Linked DNA regions of Pan troglodytes: region 2 is linked to region 1. Evidence: chromatin contacts called from public capture Hi-C data. All regions are on one chromosome and are shown on one strand. Each heading gives the region's core, a stretch centred on a gene start, on an enhancer-like site or on the middle of the called end of the contact. The rest is flanking DNA. Distances are from core to core; before and after follow the strand shown.

Region 1 (4,649 bases), core at 1,574-4,073:
TTTAGTAGAGACGGGGTTTCACCATCTTGGCCAGGCTGGTCTCGAACTCCTGACCTCAAGTGATCTGCCTGCCTCAGCCTCCCAAAGTGCTGGAATTACAAGTGTGAGCCACGGCACCCGGCCCCCCACTGGACTTCTGATTAGCTGCAGCCCTGGAGCTTTTTCACTTATACCACTGGCAGAATAAGTCTCCATGTTGGTTGTATTTGTGTGCTCCAATTTTTTTTTTTTTTTTTTTTTTTTGAGACAAAGTCTCACTCTGTTGCCAGGCTGGAGTGCAGTGCACAATCTCGGCTCACTGCAAGCTCCACCTCCCGGGTTCACGCCATTCTCCTGCCTCAGCCTCCTGAGTAGCTGGGACTACAGGTGCCTGCCACCACGCCTGGCTAATTTTTTTGTATTTTTAGTAGAGACGGGGTTTCACTGTGTTAGCCAGGATGATTTCGATCTCCTGACCTCGTGATCCGCCCGCCTCGGCCTCCCAAAGTGCTGGGATTACAGGCATGAGCCACTGCGCCCGGCATCGTGTGCTCCAATTGTTAAAGTACAACAATAACATTATATTTGAAAAAAAAGGAAGATAGTGTATATGGTACTACCACAATTAGAGGAGGCCGTGACAACTGACAAGAGAACACTGATGACAGCTCCAGGCATGTAGTGCTCAATACGTGCCCAGTGGTTCTAAACCAATAGATCTGGGCTCCCAACTCCTGTCCCTTTTCCCCAAGAAAGCATTTGGCTGCCCCCTCAGGGAGGAAGAATACACAGGACTGGGACTTAGAACCGCCTCCATTCTGGACTCTGTCACTTCCTGGCTGTGTGACCTAGAGCAAGTGAATTACCTTTTTTTTTTTTTTTTTTTGAGACGGAGTCTTGCTGTCTGTTACCTAGGCTGGAGTGCAGCGGCTCAATCTCGGCTCACTGCAACCTCCGCCTCCTGGGTTCAAGCGATTCTCCTGCTTCAGCCTCCCAAGTAGCTGGGATTACAGGTGTGCACCACCATGCCTGGCTAATTTTTGTATTTTTAGTACAGATGGGGTTTCACCATGTTGGCCAGGCTGGTTTCGAACTCCTGACCTCGTGATCCGCCCACCTCGGCCTCCCAAAGTGCTGGGATTACAGGCGTGAGCTACCGCGCCCAACCAATTACCCTTTTTGAGAGTTAGTTTCTCCCTATGAAACTGCAGATACTGGTACAACTGCTCAGGACTTCTTCACAGATTAAATGAATCAACATACATAAGGTACCTAGCACAGGCCTGGGCACATGGAACTGTGCTCTCGGACTCTGGAGAGGAGCTTCAAGGAAACAAGTCCATCCCAGAGGCTCCCTGGATGACAGGGACAAGACTCCTTCCACTAGGTGGGGATGATGTGTTTGGGAACCTAAGAGCCACTCCAAAGCTACAAGACGGTGGAGGGATGGACTGAGAAACTGCTTGTGTGACCCAAACAGAAGCCCTTCTCCACGAGAACAGGGGCGTCCCTTCAACAAGGACAGCAGGAGCTCACCATGTCCACGACATTTGCCATCACCAGGATGAAGATGGCGAGCATGGCCCAGGTGTTCCTGGCCCAGCGGGTCCGGTCAATCCAAGTTGAGAAGGCCACAAGCTTCTTAGGAAAGGCCTAGAAGGAACAGAATTTCAAGGGCCATGAGCCTTTGCCAGTCCTTTCTCCTGCGACGTGACTGACAGCAACTCAGGCTGGTCCCGTATTCCAGTCCCAGGAGCCTCAAAACGGACTCTGCCTGGGAGTCACCCGACAGCTGACCCAGGGGCAGAGCTGAGAAGAGGCCGTGGGAGTTCTGACGCTGCGTTGGACCTCCTCGATGTGCCTGTTCAACAGCACAGCCTCCAGGTCGCAGCCCTTTCCACAGCAGACGTGGTGACGAGGTGAGGCCAGGGCAGGAACAGTTTTCAGGGCTGCTCGTCTCTGGCCAGCTACTCCTGCCTACCCTGGCTCCAAGTGACCTGGCGAGCCACCTGTCAGATTTATGTTCCTAAACACTGCTTTACCTTTGTCATTCTGATTAAAAAAAAAAAAACTCTGCTTGGTACCTCAGTGCCTTACAGGAGAAAGTTTTAATCCCTTTAGTCTGGCTTCTAGGGGCCTTCACCATCGGGGCCAACCCACCTTCCAGCCGGCCCTCCACTTCCTCTCTACCCAGGTTCTTGTTTACCCAGACTCTGCCGTACTCATACGTGCTGCAGCACCACGGCCCAACAAGGCCCACCACGGCCCAGCTGTGGCCCACCACAGCCTGCCACAGCCTGGTGGCCCAGCCAGAGGGAGTGCTCTGCTGATGGTGAATGAATGGATGGGCAAGTGCCTGGACCGTCCTAACAGAGGAGTGTCTGCCTGTCAGATTTGACAGAAAGAATAACTCCATCACTGCCCAGTTTTACAGGGAGTGCCACTCACTTCCAGAGGCTTCTGAGCTCAGTAGAAAAGTGCCTCTTACCCGGGGAAAGATGGCAGCCAGGGAGCAGATGGTCAGGATGAGGAGCAGAATCTCCCCCACCATGAAGGTCACATAGTTTGTCATTAGCCTGTGACAGAGAGAAGACAATTGGGAGAGGCCAGAGGGGACAGTGAGATGGGGTGAGGGGCTAGGAGAGGAAGGGACGGGGATGGGGGCAGGGGCCAGCGGACAGGGGGCAGGGGACAGCGGACAGGGACCAGGGGCAGGGGGCAGGGGCCGGGGGCAGGGGACGGGGGCCGGGGGCAGGGGCCGGGGAGGCCTCTCAGCACAGCACGAGCCTGTACAGCTCCACGCAGTGCCAGGGAATTGCTGCTGCCTGCCGTGCAGAACAGGACAAAGGCCCTGATGAGACGGGCCGCCAGCTGAGTGCCGGCCTGGGAGCGGGCCACTCTCCAGCTGCAGCTGCTGCCTGGGACATTTCCCAGAGAGGGAACAACTCACAGGTGGCCTGGGCACAGCCCAGGATAAACTTGGGCAGGGATCTTAGGAATGCACCCCTGCCATGTCGCTGTGCTGAAAGGACAGAGCACGGAGCAGCATCACTCCCTCGCTGCCGGGGGCTAAGAGTCCGCCTGTGACAGCCGCCCCCAGCTTCACAGTGGACCCACTCAACACATCCACCTGAACCTGACAACTCCCGGAAACCTGTTCTCTATACCCTCTGCTCACACCCATTCCCGTTTAACCCCTCCCTGGAAGGTGTCCTTGCCAAGAGCCCCAGAAGCCTCCTGGTAGCTAAATCCATGTCCCATTTTTCAGTCACCTCTCACCCCTCCTTGAGACACTTTTCTCGCTTGGTTTCTTGAGTCCTTTTCTGTCTCTGCATCTGGACACGCTGCCTTGAGCTCAGCAAGTCTCGTGTTGCAGCACAGCCTGCATGCTGGCGACGCCAGGTTCACGTCTCCAACCCCACCCGCCCTCCGAACTCCAGATCATGGATGCTGGCCTCCTTGGCTTGTGGGCACTGCAAACTTCACGTGTCCCAAAGCAAACTCCTGATCTTTGCCTCTCCACTCTCATCTTGCCACCTCGTCCCCATCTTGGTTAACGGCACCCCCGTCCTGCCAGTTGCTCATATCAGAAGCCCAGGAGACATCCTCAACTCCACACTCACGCCCCACAACCAATCTGCCAGCAAATCCTGTCAGCTCTGTCTCCAAAATACATTCAGCATCTATCGACGGAATCCAACCACTGATCCTCCTCTATCCTCGGCCTGGCCTGGCCACCACAGTGGCTTGTCTGGGCCACTATTTGGTCTCACTGCTCCCGCTGTGCTCACTAAGCGCTGTTCTCAGCAGGAGTGAGCCTCTCCAGGCATATGTCACAACAGGGGACTCCTCTGCTCCCTTGTTCTGGCGGCGGCCTGTGTTAAGAGTGGAAGCTGGCACCCTGCAGTGGCGTGTAGGAGGCCCCACGTCTGTGCTGGACTCCTGCTACTCTTCCTGTGGCCCGTTCCCAATGCGATGCCTCCTCACTGTGCCTCCAGGGGCCAGGCCACTCCAGCCTCAGCACCTCTATCCGAAGCAGGTGTCCCCCAGATAGGAGAAGGCTCGCCCCTCACCCGCTTCCAGGCGTTACTGAAATATTACCCTGCCAGCAAGTCCTGCTCTGACCATCCCACATCAAAATGCAAACAAAACAAAACAAAGCTCCCCAGCAGCATACCCGCCTCCCTTCCTTGCCTTCCCTGTGTCTGCAGTACTTACTCTCGCATGGATGCATATTTTAATTGTTTAATTGCTTTTGCCTGTAGCTTCCCCTACCAGAACCCAAGTTTCACGAGAGCAGGGGTTTCTGTGTGCCGCATCGCTGCCATAGCCCCAGCCCTTGATCCCCACGCATGAAGCAGACAACCAATCAATACTTATGGAATGAGTGAATTTGAGCCTCACCACAGTCCTGAGTGTCCGCTAGGGCAGGGGTTGTCTCCTCATTTCACAGATGAGGAAACAGATGCTGCCGGAGCCTGCAGTGGCCTGCACGTGGTCACACACCCGCAACCTTAGATAGTGTGACCCAGCCCAAGGCTCCTGACAAACTGTAATCCCAGCAGGGTTCCAGACCCCTCCTCTGTGCCGGGGAATCCCCGATTGGCCGAGGGGAGAAAGGGAGAACAAGAGAGTGGTCGTCACCCTCAGACAGGGCTTCACCAGCTGGG
Region 2 (4,649 bases), core at 1,127-3,626, 420 kb before region 1:
TGAAACTCCGTCTCTACTAAACAAACAAACAAAAATTAGCTGGGCATGGTGGCGCACGCCTGTAATCCCAGCCACTCACGAGGCTGAGACAGGAGAATCGCTGGAACCTAGGAGGCAGAGGTTGCAGTGAGCCAAGATCGTGCCACAGCACTCCAGCCTGGGTGACAGAGCGAGACTCAGTCCCCCTCCCCCCCAAAAAAACAAACAAAAGAAACCAAAAAAAAAACCCCTAAAAAACAGAGTTGCAGAATTAAGCACAAAAGATGTTTGTTTTCCAGTTTGAAGAATTGAGATACAAGAACATGCAATCCTTGAACTTCAGAGTTGAGGGGAAGCTTAAAGATGACCTGGTTGGATTTTATGTGATATTTAAGCTTCCTTCACAAAGTCCTGTCGGGCTGTTCATGCCTAGATGCCTCTCATGGTGAGGCCTCCCTCTGCCCTCAGGAGCAGCCTGTTGTGTCTTTGCATGGCTTCCAGTGAAAGCTCTTCCTTATCATGAGCTCAACACTTTCCTCCTCAGATTTCACAGATTGTCATAGTTGAAGCAGGAGGACAGGTGTCAGCTGTGCGAGGATGTTATCTTACTAATACATTTATTTAACGGCTTTCTGAAGGAAATGATTAAAAGAATCTGGCTTGATATTTTTGTTTAAAAAAAACCCGCTAGCCCAAATTTAAACGAATAGGATAGTTTAAGACATAGTTGTTCTTTAAGGATGGTTTTTTGAAAGTTGGTCCTTTATTTTAGCCTTTGCAAGGCAAATATATAACCTCCAAAATTAGTATGTGGTATTTTTATATACTCTGTCTTTTGAAACTCTGTCGCCCAGGCTGGAGTGCAGTGGTACAATCTCGGCTCACGGCAACCTCCATCTCCCGGGTTCAGGTGATGCTCTTGCCTCAGCTATTTTTGTATTTTTCGTAGAGATGGGGTTTCACCATGTTGGCCAGGCTGGTCTCGAGCTCCTGACCTCAAGTGATCCGCCTGTTTCAGCCTCCCAAAGTGCTGGGATTACAGCGTGAGCCACCGCGCCCAGCCAATATGTGGTATTTAGTATGGCAACCACAGATCGGAAATTTGAGGAGGAGCTATATCATGTAGGAATGACTTTGGTTGAAATCAACAGAATATCCAATTCAAAGTGGCTCAACCCATGTGACCCATAATATGCCACTTAGCAAAACGTCTGGAATCCCTGGAGTAGATGTGTTAGGCACAAATTTGAGGTTTCCATGGCTTTCCTCTTCTGACCACAAGATGGAGCAGCTGCTCTAAACATTATATCCTCAGAGGGCCACATTTAAGAAGGCAGGAAGGAGGCTGGAGCAAAAGGGCTTTCTCAAGTCCCCCTAAGCAAGAATTTAAACTGGGCCCCCCAGGAGACTTCTTCGGTCAGAATTTAATTACATGTCCATCGCTAGACTGACAAAAGAAAAGTTAGAGAACCACGATTTACTTAGAACCTAAAGCTGGGCATATGGTTGCCTGGTCAAAATAGGGCTTTTATGTATGTACTTGATTTTTTTAGGTGAGAAAGAAGTGAAGTATAGCCATTGAGTAGGCTGCCAATAGTGCGTGCCAGAGACACTCAGGAGAGATTATATGCTAAATCCACCAGACCCTTTGTCTAAGGGCGGGACGTCACCTCTTCAGAAACTGTTTTTCTTCTTGTGGTAATTATTCTCTGCAGTGATTTAGAAGAATTCTTGTACTAAATGTCTTGCCATTAAAAGTTTGATGAGTATAGAAACTGACAGTAGAACTATTTTTAAAAGTAATTCTACTTCTAACCCAAACTTCTTACTCTAGCTATTATTTTACCACGACGTGAGTTGTACGAATCACCTCCAATTTACATATTATGGAAGAGCCTTACATGGAAAAGAAGAAATCATTTTCAAATTAGACATTCCATCTAGAACTGTCAGTAGCTGATTCCCATCACTGTCTTTTATTTCTTCATGCTTTTAGATGAGAGTAATCATATCTGCAGTAATTCCCAGGATAAAGTTTTCTTTTTACAGCTAATTTTATGAAGTTTTTTTTTATTTCAAAGAATAAAGCAATTATTCTTTCTTTTTGAAATTGCATATCGTCCAGAAACATTAATTATTCTTTCTTTTTGAAATTGTATATCAAGTTTAGAAATATTGACTTCTTTAATTTGAAACACTAATGTCAAGTGATAGGTATAAACATCTATATTCTACCCTCTTTCTTTCAGTGTACTTCTTGTTCTTGGCAGATCCTCATTCCTACTGGATATCTGTTGCACGCCAATTATCTTAGGCTACAGCTGTTTACTGACAGCTGTTCTCTCTACTGCCCACCAGGCAGCCACCCTTTTGTGGCAATCCCTGCCTCTGCCTCCCAAGTGGGGCTGCTTTGGCCGGGGCTTCACCCTTAGCTCAGGCACAGAGCTTCTGATCTAAATCAATCCAAAGCTTGCATTTCCAGCAAAAGTATCATTTCTTCTCATTGGCTATGAACGAGGCTTCCATTCATCAGTCATTTTTCTGGGGACTTCTGAGGGAAAGATTCTTTCTCTGTCCTGCTAGATTTTTACCTGAGGGAATGTGAGGCCCAAAGTTGCTGCAGCCATCTTGACATCTTCAGTGGGAGCCAGTCTGAGAACAGAGGTGAGAGAGAGAGAGGGAGAGAGAGAGAGAAGCCGTGATACATTTCAACCTTTAAGCCAAGATAGCAGCAAGCCCTATTTCGAGACTTTTCAGTTACATAATCAAGCAAATTTGCTGTTTTGTTTAAGCATCTTTCTCTTTCCCTCTCACCTTCTGTCATGGGATGACTCAGCAAGAAGGCCCTTGCAAGATGCTGACACCTTGATATTGGACTTCCTAGCCTTCAGAACTGTGAAGAATAAATTTCTTTTCTTTATAAGTTGCCTAGTCGCTGGTATTCCCTTATAGCAGCACAAAATGGACTAAGACGGGCACGATAGATTGACCTGGCTGTGTGACTGCAATCTCTGGGCTTGGCTGAGGGCCATTTGTGCCTGAAATTGGAGGACACTGTGAAGACATTGTCCATTTCAGAAAGGCTTTGTTCCTAAGTCAGTGCCTCTAGCCTTCTCCACAGTGACCTTTGCCACACTCCACCCCAGGGGTCCACATTCTTGTCAAAGGGTGAGAAATCTTTTGTGACTGGCCATGATGATGCCATTGTAACACAGGTGGCCAACCAGTTTATACATCTGTTTATCCCCTTAAACAGGTCATTTATTTTCATGCACAATTGAAACTGTAAGTCAAACTCTGCTTCTTTATGGTGGTAAATAGTACGTTGATTATGCTAAAGAAAGATTATTATCGCAAGTGAGCACCTGTGTCTTGTATCACAGTGGTACTACATCAGGGAAACCTGGTGGTCTGTTTTATTTATTTATTTACTTATTCAAGAGACAGGATCTCATTCTGTCACACAGGCTGGAGTGCAGTAGCACAATTGTAGCTCATTGCTCTAACTCCTATGCTCAAACAATCCTCCTGCCTCAATCTCTCAAGTAGCTGGGACTGCAGGTGTGTGCCATACAGTCAGCTAATTTTTTTGTTTTTGTTTTTGAGACAGAGTCTCTCGCTCTGTCGCCCAGGCTGGAGTGCAGTGGCACAATCTTGGCTCACTGCAACCTCCGCCTCCTGGGTTCAAGTGATTCTCCTGTCTCAGCCTCCCGAGTTGCTGGGATTACAGGCATACACCACCACGTCCAGCTAATTTTTTGTATTTTTAGTAGAGATGAGTTTTCATCATGTTAGTTAGGCTGGTCTCGAACTCCTGACCTCAAATGATCGCCTGCCTCAGTCTCCCAAAGTGTTGGGATTATAGGCATGAGCCACTGGGCCTGGCCTAATTTTTTTTTTTTTTTTAGATTTTGTAGAGGCAGGGTCTTCTTATGTTGCCCAGGCTGTTCTTGAACTCTTGGCCTCAAGTAATCCTCCCACTTTGGTCTCCAAAGTACCAGGATTACAGATGGGAGCCACCATGCCTGGCCATGTTTTATTTTTAATAGGAAATTTGTTCGCATGGCTGAAAGCTCAAAGGGTACAAATAAATGTTTGTGAAAACTTTCCTTCCCGCTCCTGTTTCCCAGGTGCCCAATTCTCTTCCCCAGAGCTAATCCATTTCATGCTTTTGATGTAGCCTCCCAGAGTGACTTTATGCATATTTAAGCAAACAATGTATTATATTCCCCCTTTGCCTCAACACTGGTGTATGGACCTTCTGAGCCTTGCTCTTTTCACTGAAGATATCTTGGATGTACTTGCATGTAGTACATAAAGAGCTTCTTCATTCTTCTTGGTAGCGTCTGAGTATCCCACAATTTCATAATAGCATGATTTCATTAATGTCTGTTAATGGACATTTCAGTTGCTTTGTATCTTTGGCTCTTGAAAACAATGCTACAATAAACAATCTTGTACATATGTCATTCTGCACTTGGGTGAATATATTTTTGCAGTAAATGTCTAGACGTAAAGTTTTTGGGCCAAGGGTATATGTGTTTGTATATCCTCCCCAACACACACTTTTTTAGTTTAGTTTTTTTTTTTTTTTTTTAATTTAAGATGGAGTCTTGCTTTGTTGCGGAGGCTGGAATGCAATGGCCCGATCTCGGCTCACTGCAACCATC

What was found. Capture Hi-C pulls out chosen DNA fragments and counts their contacts.
Region 2: a capture Hi-C map of stem cell-derived neural stem cells shows a contact between it and region 1, with 5 times the contacts expected there. The contact joins two enhancer-like sites. A contact is called at or near these places in 5 of 7 Hi-C or Micro-C datasets (blood, induced pluripotent stem cells, a lymphoblastoid cell line and 1 more) and 1 of 1 other capture datasets (stem cell-derived neural stem cells).

Annotation. Positions count from the first base shown.
Region 1 is chr12:98,038,770-98,043,418 of NHGRI_mPanTro3-v2.0_pri, reverse strand. ADCY3 (adenylate cyclase 3) reads right to left here. Exons shown (of 22, transcript XM_016948151.3): 12 at 2,468-2,555; 13 at 1,516-1,632. Among named protein-coding and RNA genes, the nearest start is that of PTRHD1, 38 kb to the left of the region's middle. Within about 2 kb of position 2,823, at least 11 of the 24 cell types and tissues checked have an H3K27ac peak or open chromatin away from gene starts, as enhancers often do. A contact at or near this core is called in stem cell-derived neural stem cells, where this site is marked.
Region 2 is chr12:98,458,653-98,463,301 of NHGRI_mPanTro3-v2.0_pri, reverse strand. No RefSeq gene overlaps it. Among named protein-coding and RNA genes, the nearest start is that of ITSN2, 51 kb to the left of the region's middle. Within about 2 kb of position 2,376, at least 3 of the 24 cell types and tissues checked have an H3K27ac peak or open chromatin away from gene starts, as enhancers often do. A contact at or near this core is called in stem cell-derived neural stem cells, where this site is marked.